2 separate regions of the Macaca mulatta genome follow, and region 2 is linked to region 1. A link is a contact called in public Hi-C data. All regions are on one chromosome and are shown on one strand. Each heading gives the region's core, a stretch centred on a gene start, on an enhancer-like site or on the middle of the called end of the contact. The rest is flanking DNA. Distances are from core to core; before and after follow the strand shown. Region 1 holds the start of TFAM (transcription factor A, mitochondrial). Region 2 holds the start of CISD1 (CDGSH iron sulfur domain 1).

The links. A called contact is a pair of places that touch in the nucleus more often than the background predicts.
Region 2: a Hi-C map of liver shows a contact between it and region 1, with 5 times the contacts expected there. The contact joins the promoter of CISD1 here to the promoter of TFAM in region 1. A contact is called at or near these places in 3 of 14 Hi-C or Micro-C datasets (CD4 T cells, fetal cortex germinal zone and liver).

Annotation. Positions count from the first base shown.
Region 1 is chr9:91,473,888-91,481,219 of T2T-MMU8v2.0, forward strand. TFAM (transcription factor A, mitochondrial) reads right to left here and starts at 3,981. Exons shown (of 5, transcript XM_077946735.1): 1 at 3,731-3,981; 2 at 513-662. The coding sequence starts at 3,949.
Region 2 is chr9:91,592,290-91,599,621 of T2T-MMU8v2.0, forward strand. It overlaps CISD1 (CDGSH iron sulfur domain 1), which reads right to left and starts at 4,332. Exons shown (of 3, transcript NM_001257590.2): 1 at 4,174-4,332. The coding sequence starts at 4,204. It overlaps IPMK (inositol polyphosphate multikinase), which reads left to right and starts at 5,420. Exons shown (of 6, transcript XM_015147592.3): 1 at 5,420-6,035. The coding sequence starts at 5,846.

The DNA of each region.
Region 1 (7,332 bases), core at 2,731-5,230:
TAATTACTTCTTTGAAGAAAAAAAAAAAGAATTCCATTCTAAAGGCACTTAATTGATTAGATAAAATTGGCATTTTCCTGATGTGTTAATGAATTAATGCAGTCTACTCAGCAATATTCCATATCAAACTCACCATAATCTATAGAATAATTCAAATCAATACGTTATTCTAGAGAAGACTCAGAAGCAAAGATTCTTGCTACTCCTGGTTTGACTGTTTCATAACTCTGTTCCTGTAGTTTTCATTACTGTTCTACTAACTGTACACCTTAAATGTGGATACATCTGAAAGTAGCAACAAGGATTTCCAAACAGACTCAATGACAAGTGGTCCTAGTGGCTAGCTCACTTTTCAGAAGAGAACTATCCCACTTCTGCCTAACTGAAGAATACCTGATGACATTCTACCATATTGTATCTGCCTATTATTATTAAGAGAAAACTACCTATATTCATAGTTATATAAATCTCAATTCTTTACCATAAGAAAAAAGTATTTCAATGATACTCACTTTTCTTTTTGTCACAGCTTTCCTTTTTAAACGCTTGTCCAGGATTTCTTTTTCCAAAGATGTAATCTCATCTGGAGTTAGCTGTTCTTTAAATTTGCTTATTTTTTCTTTGTATACCTCCCACTCCGCCTTATAAGCATCTCGATATATCTATAAATAAAAAACCCAAATCAAGTCAAACTATTGCTGGCAAATTCAACACAGCACATGCCAGGGAAAGGCAACTGCATGACTTCAGATAGAGAGATTTTATCACCAGGTGGAAATGTGCTCTAGGATGAGGATGTATATGGATTAAAACATACATTTTCCTTATACATACTAATCAAGGTGAGAGTATAGTAATCAGCCTCCATTTTCAAACTGCTGACACTTCTTCACCTTCACCCCATACATCCATATTCTCACTATGCAGATGAGAAGATATAAAGTTTCTTTGTAGATAACAGATTATTTTTTAAAAAGTCTGATCCATCTGGTCCTTTAAAGAACATGACAATAGTTCCTAACTGCAGAATAACTGGTCAGCCATGTTGAAAACTTATGTGCTTACTTTTTTCTCTGAATCAGGAAGTTCCCTCCAATGCTTGGCAATTCTTCTAACTAGTTCTGTAGTTTTTGCATCTATGGAATGAAATAAAATGAAAAAAGATGCCACAATTTTACATCTCAGGATAATTTCTAAAGATATCCAGGAAAGCACAATCCATACCACACATAACTTAATAAAATGATTTAACTTTCCTGTATCCAACTAATTTAAATGTAAGTAATTTATCCAACATTATTAAAAGTCTGTTATCTAACAACTAAGGAGTATATCATATACCACCAGAAACAGTCAACAGTTTGATTACTAGGTGTTTTTTTTTTTTTTTTTTTGAGACAGGGTCCGTCACCCAGGCTGGAGTGCAGTGGCACAATCTAGGCTCAATTCAACCTCTGCCTCCTGTGCTCAAGTGATTCTCCTGCCTCAGCCTCCCAAGTAGCTGGGACGACAGGTAGGCGCCATCATGTCCAGCTAATTTTAGTATTTTTTGTAGAGACGGGTTTTCGCTATGTTGCCCAGGCTAGCCTCAAACTTCTGAGCTCAAGCAATCCACCTGCCTCAGTCTCCCAAAGTGCTGGGATTACAGGCGTGAGCCACTGCACCAGGCTGATTACTAGTTTAAGAAGCTGGATGATTAATTGCTTCAAGTTTTTTACTTCCATATTTCAAGCAAAATACTTTTTCAAGTCTTTGAGGACTTATTAAACTTATAAAAGCTAACAACAAAATACATTCTCAATTCATAACATTGCCTCGTATTTCAGTAACAGAAATATCATTTGGAAACAAACTATTCGAAATTCAATCTGTTATTCTCCACTTTCTTCTTCATCTTAACCGGAATGATGGCGTGCAATTAATTGATTTTTTAAAATACCTGTTAGTACTAACTCTTACATTTAAAAGATGTGGGTATTTAAGCATGTCTCTGAAACTAACTCCTTACCTATAATGTGAGCTGCTTTTTTTTTTCTTTTTTGAGAAAGGGTCTCGTTCTGTCACCCAGGCTGGAGTGCAGTGGAGCAATCATGGCTCACTGCAGCCTCAAGTTCCTGGGATCCAGTGATCCTCTCACCACAGCTTCCCAAGTAGCTGTGACTACAGGCACTGTGCCCCGACGCCCACCTCATTTTTTGTAATTTTGGTAGAGACAGGATTTCCATGTTTCCCAGGCTGGTCTCGAACTCCTGGGCTCAAGCAATCCACCCACCTTGACCTCCCAAAGTGCTGGGATTACAGGTGTGAACCACCTCACCCAGCCTAATGTGAGCATTTTTTATTATAGTTCGTTAGATTTTCACAACTGCCCTGTGATGCTTTAGAAATCATAAGGAAAAAAAATAGCTATTACCTTTACACTATAACCTAAAATAACAGCCCTACAGGCTTTCTAGGGCATCAACAAACATCCTACCTGGAAATGTTTTTTTTTCAGGAACCCAAGACAAGAAAGGATTTATCCTTTACAACCCACCATCCCCTTGGCAAGGTTGAGGTCTGAATCAAAGAACCAGAGTGGCTCTGAACTCCTATGATGGAAACGTTTATGTTTTCTTATCTTGAAAGCTCCTGAAAGCAGCAGTAATTTGCATAGAACTTTACAGTTTATGGATGCTTCCACAGAAGCTGCAACGTTATTAACAATTCCCTGAGGCAGAAAAAGGAGGAGCTAAGCAAGAGAAAATAATTCATCAGTGGTCCTCTAGACCAAAGGCAACCAGGCCCGAAATTCAGCTTTTTTATCGTCTTCCTAGGGTGCTTTCTACACTACACGATATTTTTAAAATACCGTTTATTAGTTCTCACTTATATTGAAAGTATGTTCATTTGGTATAAAATAGAACTTCCTATTTTACAGACATCAAATGATTGTTCCTGCAGTCACTGAATGCTTTAGTACTGCAATTCAACATTGCTATTTAACTGCTTAATGGCATTTTTATTACATGAGAAAAGGGTACAAGCCCCCAAACACCTTACCTGGGTTCTGAGCTCTATATATGGGTAGTTGTTGTTTAGAAAATCGAAGGTAAGAACTTACAGGTTTCTTTGGACAACTTGCCAAGACAGATGAAAACCACTTCGGTAAATACACAAAACTACATATGAAAAGAAAATAACCAGTATCAGATGTTTAACTGTCAATATGCACATGTATATTATGAGCATAGATCCCAAATAAGAGATGTCATCAAGATACTCCTATGTCTCCAACGCCTTCAACAAGAATGCTAGAGAATTATTAAAACCCTGTCCTAAACGGAGGGGAGCGACTGCAGGACGGAAGTCTCAAAGCCCTTACCTCCTAGGAAGGGCAGAGAGTGGAGGAAAGCGTCTATACTCCAGCTCCTGGGCCCCGCCTCCTCAATGCCTAGATGGTGGCCAGACACTCCGCGCGAATTCGCAGAGGCGGCGCAATGGATCCAAAGCTACAGTGAGGGGTGGGAGGAGCGAGCGGAGGGTAGCAAGAAACAAGGTACGGGGTATTAAGGGAGTCAAGGCCTGGTCTCAAAGCCACAGTCCCCTTGGCAAGGTCGAGGTGTGAATCAAAGAACCAGGGTGGCTCTGAACTCCTAGGAGGGGCAGACAGTGAAGGATGGGGTCTACATTCCAGCCCCGGGACGTCCTGGGCCCTGCCGCCCCCTAGGGCACAGGCGAGCGGGCCTACCTGAAGGGGGAGCGCAGTCGACTCCCACAGCCGCTGCACAGCTCCGCTCCGGACCTTCCCAGCGCATTCAGCACGCCCCACATGCTCCGGAGAAACGCCATCGCTCCAGCGGATGAGGCAGTGACCCGGCCCCAATATCGGAGAACCTCCTGACACTACAGAAAAACCCCAGCAATCACAACTGGAACCCGCGTGCGACCCTCCGGTGTTTCTTATCATGCCCGCCACTAGTGAGGCACTATGGGAAATCTGTTAACATCCGGTCGGTAGATGGGGGCGGGGCAGGGCGGAATTGACGCAGGCGCGGGAGAGCGTCCCCGGTGGGCGGCACTGCGTGGGAGGAAGAGGCGCCGCGGAGATGAAGGGAAACCGCAACCCGCTAGCCTGCGGAGGGCTCTGGCCTCGAGGGGGCGCTGCTGAGCCGCCTCTGGCCCCGACGGCCCGGAGCAGTGGGTTCCTCTGCCCGGCCAGGAAGGTGATGGAGGGACCGCGGCGGACGCACCCCGACCCGGCGTTGGCCGGTGTCCGCCCGTGACGGCCACAAAGGCTGTACGTAACAGACAGTCCTGCATCCAGGACCCCGAGGTCCGATCGGCAGGTGCTGTGCGACAAGCGCAGCGTCTCAGTTTCAAGCCAGGGCTGGGAGCTCGGAGTTCAGAAATAGTACCGGGAGAGGAGGGGATTCGCAAACTTAAAACTGCAGATTCCAAGCCTTTACCGCAGAGCTTAATTCTGTGTCTGTGTGGGGCCCATTAATCTGCATTTTAGCGAGTTCCCCAGAGTCTGACAAGTTCTAATGTCTGTGGTCTTGGGACCACATTTAAAGCAATATAGTTTTAGACTGTTTATTCTGCCATCTACTGCAGTCTTCCAGTCTGGCCTCCAGCCTGCTTAATTTGAGCGGAGGAAACTGACTAGTTGTCCACAGTCTCTAGTCTCAATTCTCGTTCCAGTATTAACATTAACGACTTGGGAATATTGCATTCCCTCGTTAAGATTCAGTTTCCCCCTCTGCAAACGAGGATGTTAGACGAAATCAGAGTTTTCCCAACCAAAGCCCTGAGAACTTGTGACAAGTATGCCTGAGACATTGATGTGTCAAAAATTGCTGTACAATTTTTTTATTTGTGTTATACCATTTTCTATATAGGCAATGGCATGAAAAAGATTAGGAAAGACCTAAAGATATCTAAGGGTCCTTCCAGCCCTTAAACACCAGTTGTTTCAGCGCTAACCACCTTCCGAGACAGCCTTTCTTCTGTTGTATAGTCATAATCGTTAGAAAATTCTTACCAGTGTCATGTTGAGCTGACAGTCTATTACCTTTCTGTAACTATGAAAACATTGGCTCTCTGAAAGTAGGACTAAGCCTACTTCTTTTAAGCGGTAATAACCACTTCCCTTTTATAGACTCTCAGGGTTGAAAGGGACCTTCCAGGTCATCTGTTCAAACCTCCCATTCTGGCATGGAATAAACAGGTTTTCTTCCTGAGTATATACTATGTACAACGCCCTAAACATAGATAAAAGACACAGTGTTGTGCCCCAGCCTACCCCCGCCCCCAGCGCCAAACGGTGAGACAAAGTAGTAAATAATTACAACACGGGGCTAAGATAGAAGTTATATTTAAGTTGATTTCTAAAATAACTTGTTTCCCTCTTTGTTCTAGAATATTTTTGTTCTTTCAAATGTTTGACATAAACTTCTTTTGGATATTAAACAAACTTTTTGTTGTTTGCAACTTTCATTTGTATAAATCTTGCTGTAAAGACCTCAAAAATCAAATCCGTAACATTTTTCATCACATACCAGTCTTCCTTAAAACTCACTTACATTGCAGTGATAATTTTACTTCTAAAAGCAGAATTTGCAAAGAAACATAACTTTATCCACTAAAACTGTCATTTAACAAAAAGACATGGTTTATAATTACTTTATAAAACATGAAGACTTACTGCAGTCTTTCCCACGGTCCCTTTGTTGTAAAGTTCATCTAATCCCTTGACTTCAGTTATTAGTTGTAGCCTCATGATTGCCATATTGAATCCAGTCCTCTCCTTTGAGTTCTATATCCATATAACCACTGTCTTCTGTACATTTTCACCATCATGTCCCACAAGTACTTCAATTTCAACATTCCCTGAACAAAATTCACTATCTTTCCCCCCTCTTGAAGTCCTTTTCTTGGTAAGAGGCACAAGTTTTCCTCTTTAATCATCCGAGCCAGTAACTTGATAAATCATTTTAGAATCTCCCCATTGACACTGCACCCACCATTAACCAACTGATGATGAGTATTGCTGATTCTACCTCATTCATCCCTCTACTATGTATTCCCTTCTCTCCAGTCCCATTGCTGTTGCTTTTGTTCAGGCCAGTAATATGCTGGTAAATAGCTCTCCATAAAACAAAGCCCCAATTTGTAGTGTTTGCTGAGTTTTATGGTGTAAATACTCCCACCATTGGCAGATTTCATGCTAGTGACAAATTTTTCTTTCCCTATTAACATGCAAACACACATATTACATAATCAGCATTGCACTTCTCTTTCTATTGAACTTTTAGTATTTCTTAAATTAGTAATATTTGAGCAGAAACATTGTGGTAGTTGATGAAAAATTAAAACAACACACCCTGAAGTTGGATTGCACTTTAATATTTTCAGACCTTTTAAAATAACTTTATTTGATTGTATGATTCACAAATCAAAAAAAAAAAAAAAGGTTGAGAAGGTATTGTCATGATCATTATTCCCAATTTCCAGATGAGAAAAATGAAGTTCAGAAAGCCCAACTCATAAGGTTCCAACAGTAAGTTGTGTAGGTAAAAATTGCAATTCATTGTCCTGTGCTTTCCGTTTGTATCAGATCACTCAGACTCAGTGAACATGCCACATCATTCCAGCCCAATATATTTTTATTGGATCATCTATAGTGTGTTCATATCATTTACTTGTGACATCATGTACCACTCTGGCTTCTGATCTTTTTCTCTATGTATACATATTTTTTTCCTCAATAGATGGTAAGTTATATTAGGAAAAGACTAAATCTTATGCCTTCTTTTATCCCCATTGTAGCTAGCACAGTACACTAAGCATGATAGATGGATGAAGAGACAGACGGATGGATGAATGAACTGATAGACAGATAGATAGATAGATAGACAGATAGATAGATAGATAGATAGATAGATAGATAGATAGATAGATAGATAGATGGATGACAGACATATAGATACATAGAGAGAGATGAATAGTGTGAAAAGATTACCATCTGCACAAATTATTTATATATAAATTTCGCCCCATAGAGAACAACTACCTGTTAGAAGTGTCATTTGCCAGTGTATGGAGATGGAAACCATGTAAAATTCTGAAATATATACATCCATGAAAGTAATGATTATGGTTCATTGAGACTTGCATATTGGTAAAGTAGCAGGTAGTGTCAAGAAACAGCAGGAGCAACCGGAAACCTGGATAATTCGCTGCTGAATAATGCAGTTAGATGCACACAGATCACTCAAATGAAGAAAAAATATTGCTAAGAGAAAGCAGTCTTGCTTTTGTAATTATAATAGATAAATAATTTAGCTACAA
Region 2 (7,332 bases), core at 3,082-5,581, 120 kb after region 1:
GTAACCGTGCTTTGTATCTACACAAATACCATTAAAGATCACAAATGTTGAGAAAGGTAACACTTCTAATAATTTCTAAATAATCCTCCCATTTGCTTATTCTTCCATTGGCGTACTATTGTACAATACTTGGTTTTCTCTTTAAAATTATTCAGAGAGAGAGAAAACATGGACTTGTTCCCAAACTCAACAGCCTTGTTTACAACCCAATCTTTGGCTTTTTTTTTTTTTTTTTTTTTTTTTTTTACCGTGAGCATTATTTTGCTTTAACTTAGGAATCTCTCTCAGCTTCTTTTACCTTAGCCCCTTTTCTGCTCTAAACTGCCCTCTCCAGCCAACCATCAACTGCCATAGAATCATAATGTTTCTCCTCTTCTGTCAGGAGAGGGGGAGGGGAGCTGTGTTTAAACCTTTCCTTCCCTTAGATCTCCCATAGGCTGGTAATTTTTTTTTTTCACAAGGCCTGGCATATAAGTGGTATTCAATAATGTTGGTTGAGTCAAAAGAAATAATGTATGACTACATTAAATTTGCAATTCCTATGTGCAATTTTTTTGTCCTTACACTGCATCGCTCTTACACTAAATGACTTATCTTTACCTTCTTCTTAACCTGCTGTATCAGGGTGTGGAATTTACTCTCTGATACATATGTTAAAAACAAACAAACAAACAAAAAACTTCAGGCATATATAAGAAGCTATGTTTAAAAAAACTTTATTATGGACCATTTCAGACACACAAAGGGAATACTATAATGAACCCCATTTACCCTCAACTAGCTCTAACAACCATCAATTTGGCCAATCTATAGCTCCAAACTCCCCCCTTATTTTTCTTTTCTTTTTTTTTTTTTTAGACAGAGTCTCGCACCGTTGCCCAGGCTAGAGTGCAGTGGCGTGATCTCAGCTCACTGCAACCTCTGCCTCCCGGGTTCAAGCAATTCTCGTGCCTCAGCCACCCAAGTAGCTGGGACTACAGGTATGTGCCACCATGCCTGGCTAATTTTTTGTATTTTTTGTAGAGATGGGGTTTCATCATGTTGTCCAGACTGATCTCGAACTTCTGACCTCATGATCTGCCTGCCTCGGCCTCCCAAAGTGCTGGGATTACAGGCGTGAGCCACCGCGCCCAGCCCTCTTATTTTTCATTTATTGTTTATAACTTACAGGAGCTATCCCCTTTATTTTCAGTATGATCCATACATTCCTTTTCAGACAAAAACAAACCCTTAAATAGTGACTTTAAATGACTTGGTGAATTTAGTGAACCAAAACAATATTTTCCTATGTTGAGGTTAAATGAATTAGAAAATTAGTTTCAATAAAATACACAAGAATACAAAAGAGATAAGAATTTATGAAATGTAATTTTGGTTACAAGCATTGTAATGATCAGAGTTTGGGACAGATAACGAAATACAAGATGAAGAGACAAATCCCTATGTTGCAACTTGAGGGTAAATTAAAAAAAAGTGATTTCAGGGGAAGGCAGGTTAAGGAAGGCCTTTTAAAATTATCTGGTTTAGTTGGCTTTTTTTTTTTTTAAAGATGAGGGTGAATTATGAGTGACTTTAGGCTGAAGAGAAGAAAATCTTCATGAGGCGCTAAATATTTACGAGCAACAGGTATCACTGAGGCAAAGATTTAAGTAAAATAAAACGGCATCTGGAGGACATGGAGAGAGAACAGCCTAAGAGTTAACATCTTCCTTGCAAACAGAAGGGAAAGGGTTAAGGGTGAAAGCAATCAATGAGTGCTAGAGTTATCAAGGAGCAGGATGATGTTCAGAAAGGTCATCTATTTGGATATGAGGAAGAATCATAAGAGACTGGACAAGTAGGCAGTGAAGGCCACTTAGTACTAGAAAATATAATAAACTAATGGTCTTATCGACCATACTGGTATGAAGAGCTATCTCAGTGATCAGGATCTTAAGAGTATTTCGGTTCCAATCATTCATTCTCATTGCCTCTGTGCAATTCCAGTCCTGGCCTTGTCCCCGTAAAATTTTATTTATAAACTACCTTTTATTTTTCTTCTGAAGATGAACAAGAGTTATGCATATATGTACACACTTTATATTTAACATATATTTATATAGTGCTTACCATTGTCATATATCATTCTAAGCCCTTTATAATTACAAATTCATTTAATTGAGAAGAGACATGGTATCTTCCCCTCAATTAAAAGATCTAAATTGATTTTCAATCCGTAGGAATAAATTTGGTTTAAAGTTTGAGAGTAGAACCAAACTTGTGTGATCTAAACATTAAAAGTTAAATCGCTTTGACATTCTCTGTCCCTACCCTGCCTACTTACTACTATATTGAGGAGGGAAGTGTTGATAGAAGAGATTTACACAGGCTTTGGGCCTCTCCCTACAGTCCTCATGACAACCTGTATGCTTTTTGGTGAAATAAAAAAGTAGTCATGGCAGGGTGTGGTGTCTCACATACGTAATCCCAGCACTTTGGGAAGCCAGGGGACCAAGGAGAAAGGATGGCTTGAGCCCAGGAGTTCAAAGTTGCAGTGAGCTATGATCACAACACTGTACTCCAGCTTGGGCCACTGAGTGAGAGACTCTGTCTCAAAAAATAGATCATAGTCACTCCTCATAACAAAGCTGAATACTTCCAGTTGAAGCCAATAACCTACTTCAGTGATTTCCTATTCCTTAGGCAATGGAAAATGATTGGGAAAGTTGCCTTTGAATTCCTCTGTGGTTAGACTTGAAAAACAAAACAAAACAAAAAAACTTGTTTAAAAAAGAAATCTTGCAGACTAGCCTGCAGATAGTGGTAAGTCCTAGGGGTTCACCTGTTTCACATTTCAGTAATATGCAACCTAAATAACGTTTAGTGTTCATGTACATAAAAAGATCCCACATTTTAAACACACACTGTGGAATCTTTTGGTCCACCTCAAACATGTGCAGTCTTCCTGTAAAATTAAAAGTATCAGCGGCACAAGTCACACGAACATCTCATTTCACAAGTCTTACTCCCAAGAGAACAGTTTTCCAAAAAACAAAAACAAAAATCACACCCTATTTTAAATGCACCAAGCTGCCTCTATTAAAAAAGTCTCAAGATAAGTATCCTTTAATATAATTTTTGCAAATAATAATCTCTATATCATTAGTAACTTCGAAATGTCATGGAATATCACCCTTACTTAGCCAGGTAAATTTTGTCAACAGAAGTGGAACTCTCCAATTTTTGGAAACTACCTATTAAAAAAATAGGGCTCAAGTTAGTAGGGACTTTACATTACCTGGCACTACAGATGCTCAATATTTACTGAACGTATTTTTAATTAACCTCTGGACAATCTCTTTGCCTTTACTCAAAACCTTGCGAAGTGGTGTTTTATAGAGGGACAAAGATCACACATACCGTGTGTCTGGTACACAGTATTGTATTAACAACTATAACATCACCAAGAATGGTTATAAAGTGAAACTCCACACTAAATGACTGCTTATAAAGTCTCCTAATTTTATTATAAGGGACTTTCTGCGAAATACTGTTTCCAAACGCTAAGTACTAGCATTGGGGAAAGAAGACTCAGAAAGCTGAAGGTTCAACGAAGGCGGGTTTCAATTCTTTATCCTGGACTACTGCCACCGAGTGCCAGATGCCAGGGGCATAACAAAAAACCGGGAAAACTGAAGACCTCGGATTGGGTTTCATCCCTGGAAAAAAAAAATCTGCAAAACTAAGATGTGATTAGTCATGCAATGCTTCAGGATTGCAGGAAATCGACGTTGTGGCCCGACGCTGACTGAAACAGGAGAAGGGTAAACAGGTTTGCTGTTGTTTTCTCCCACCTTTCCTTTCTTTCCAGGCTCTGTGACTTAAGGATATGAAAGCGTCTTAGAAGAGAACAAGAAAAGCTAGCGGCGCGGTCATTTGGTGTTAGGGTTTGGCTAGTTGGGGGAAACGTGGACTCTGGTCTCGCATGGCCCCAAACCATCAATCCATCCCTGACCTCGCCCCCCTTCCCTATCCCGGCCGGAGCCCGCAGCCGGGCCGAGCACTTGCCCTTCTGCATCTCAAGGTTATAGGACCGGCGGGCGTGTAGGGCAGCGGTAAAACAACCCAGCTGAGCTGCGGGCGCAGCAACCGGTGAGCCTCACCAGCCTCACCCGCTCCCAGGCCCCACTTCACCTCGTACGCTGGAACTGGAAGTCAGACTCATGGCGCCGTCGCTTGCAAGGCGTGTGCACTAGGATACCGAGCACAAACGGGTTCGCGCGGCCGGCGAGACTAAAGGTGCCAGTGCCGTACTAAGGGCACCGACTCCGCGCTGCTACCGCGCAGGCGCCGCGGCGGGTCGTAAGCACGTGTGTGAGCTCGACCCTGGTAGGTGCTGAGCATGCGTGGAGCTGTGCCCTGGGCCTTAAGGAAGTCTGGACTCCGGATTTTGACAGCCACGGGAGCGGGGAGGAGGAAAAGACTTAGGTAGCAACGGAGTTTGCGCAACGCCGAGGGGCGGGGCCCTGAAGCGGAGGGGCAGGGCCCTGGGATTAGGGAATCCAGGCCAGATTTTACGTCTCTTCCAGGTGTGTGGGCTTGTGGGGACAGAGACAGGTGTTAATAGGACACTTACTTTAATCAGATACCTAAGATTTGACCCCAGTTTTTCTTGCTCGAGGCTTGTGACGATTTACCTTCAAGTCCAGGTCCAGCTTTTATATAACACGCCAGTGGCGGACATACAGGAATCAATGACTGAGTCCCATTCCAGAACCTCGCTTAGCTACCGGTGTCCATCCCTTTCTCCGGCTTTTGATATAATTATCTACTCAGGACCTTGGAACCTGCACTGTCTTAAAGGTCGAGTGGGAGAGAGAAAAAACTTGCTCCTTTCTTTAAAAAACGTGTTCACTTAAAAAAATTAGGATTTTTCTCTTTTACAGTATGAAATTAGTGTCGGTTCCAATTTTATTTTATTTTTATATGTTTTATTTTTTGGTAAGAGCGGTTTAGACACAGCAATCCGGGGAGGGGGTGCTGAGATTAACTAGAAGGGTATTTTGAAGGGGCATCTTCTAATAAGCTGCCTGCTTTAACTTCTGTTGTTTTTGTGCGGGGTGGGAGTTGGAGGGAGTTGAGTGCAGTTAGGGGTGGCCTTTAGAGCCACCCTTGGCAATGCTAGTGCCTTCCAATTCTAATGCCGGACTGCTCCGCACACTTGGAAGTCCCTGGCTTCTCTGAGCTGACGCGCTGAGAAGCGTGTTGAATGAATGAAGCCACAGCAGCACGCGAGACTTCGAAATGCCCGCGAGGTGGGGGTGAGAAGGAACACGAGTGCGCTTGCCCCATCCCTGCTCGCCGTCGCCAGGTCCCGGCAGCGCCGCGCGCCCTCCCCGCTGATGGCAGGGGGGTGTCCTGTCGGACGGCCTCTGGGCATGCTCAGTAGCGGCGGTGCAGGCGGCGCTGACGCGCGCGCGGCAGCTGAGGGGACTGGAGGACGGTGGGAGGGGGCGGGGGCGCAGGAGGTGGGGCCGCCGTCGCCGTCAGGGCCCCAGGGAGCGCGGGGCGCCGCTGCTGCTGCTCTTCGGCTCGGTTCTGTCTACTGGGCAGCGCCGGGGCCGGCGGCTGAGGCGGCAGAGGAGCAGGAGCCGGGAGCCGCGCTCCGCCGAGTTGGGCAGAGGAGCGCCCGCGTCCCTGCGGCGTCATGGGCCCCCTCCCGGGGCCTCAGCGGGCACCAGCCGCGGGAACCCCCGGGCCTCCTCGCGCCCGAGCCTGAGCGACCCCCGGGTTCTCCGGCGCCCCCTCCCTTGCCCTATTTTTTTTTTTCCTGCTCTCGCTGCCGCTACCGCTTCTGCTCTCCGTTATGGCAACAGAGCCACCATCCCCCCTCCGGGTCGAGGCGCCGGGTCCCCCAGAAATGCGGACCCCACCGGCGATCGAGGCCACCCCTGAGGGCACCCCGCAGCCGGCGGGCGGCAGACTCCGCTTCCTCAACGGCTGTGTACCCCTCTCGCATCAGGTGGCCGGGCACATGTACGGGAAGGACAAAGTGGGTAAGTGGGGGTGGCACGGGGTTCGCCGCTCCCCTTCCGCCTCCGCGAGCCCCCTGCCAGCCGAGGCAGCCTGGCGCTCCCGGGCCCCCCTGGTGTGCACGCCAAATCCCCGGCCTCTTCCGCTGTCCCCCGAAGCCTCGCCACTGGAGAACAAGGGGTCGGAAAGTGGGACGATTCCTAGGGTGTGGGTCGTCAGGCTTGCAGCACTGGTGGCAGGGAGAGGCGTGCCTGGTCTCACCCACCCCCCGGGGAGGTTGGGTGTTGATTGGAGACGGCGTTGTTAGTGAAAATAAGGAACTTCATTTTTACTGGACGGGGAAGTAAATTCTCCCTTGAGCACAAGGTCTGTTTATTATAGGCGAGTAGCTATTGCAAAAGAAAAGGAATGAAATGCAGATGATGCTAATCTAGTACTTCTCTGCTGGGTGCAGCTGCATAGCTGGAGGGGAAGAAAAACACTGGGCTTTTTTGGGGGGAGGTGAGAAGGGAAGAAAGCTTGTCTGTGATTTTTCCCTGTCCCTTGAGGAGGTTTTTCTGGTGTCTCCTTGATTTCTCTGGGAGGCGTGGTTCCAGTAGTGCAGAAACTCGGATTCCTGGTAGGAAATTCACACGGGTATGGTACTAGAATGATACACAAAATGTTCAACTATTCTTGTTCATTTTATAAGGCTGTACCATGGCTACTGTAATACATTTTCTGAGTTCACAAGTTTAAAGCTTATCTCAGCTTAGGAACTCTAATTCATCTAGCTTACTCGTAGTGGTTTCCTGGGCCATGATTACTTGGGTAATCTGATGGATGAGTATGTGAGTATTGTGGATCTTTGACCCAGAAGAACCACTAGATACAATTTAGTTTATGCTGGTGAAATGATTCGGGTTTAGGTTGCTAATACTGACATTTTTAGACGAGGTGACTAAGACCAACCCTGGTTAAGAATGACGTGCCTAAAGTCACGTTACAATATGTTAAGAATTGTGAAACCAAGAGTTCTTCCTTGGAGTACTGTTTTTTTTCACCATGTATTGTGTTTGCTGAAACAACTCAAGGCTTTTAGAAAATGGGTATTAGTTTGAGTATATGCTGTTTCTCAAAGCGACGTTTTCCACTACTTTTATTTTTACCTACTTTGTTTAATTGTGTGCCTTTCTCCCCACTAAACTGAATTCATAGAGGTTAGAGAGGGAATCTGTATTCTCATAGCCTTATACACGGACTGGGACTCAGTAACAGTCGGGAAATACTGAATAGTGAAAATTGACGGTTCTTTTAGTACACGGAGGTAAAGAAACAACC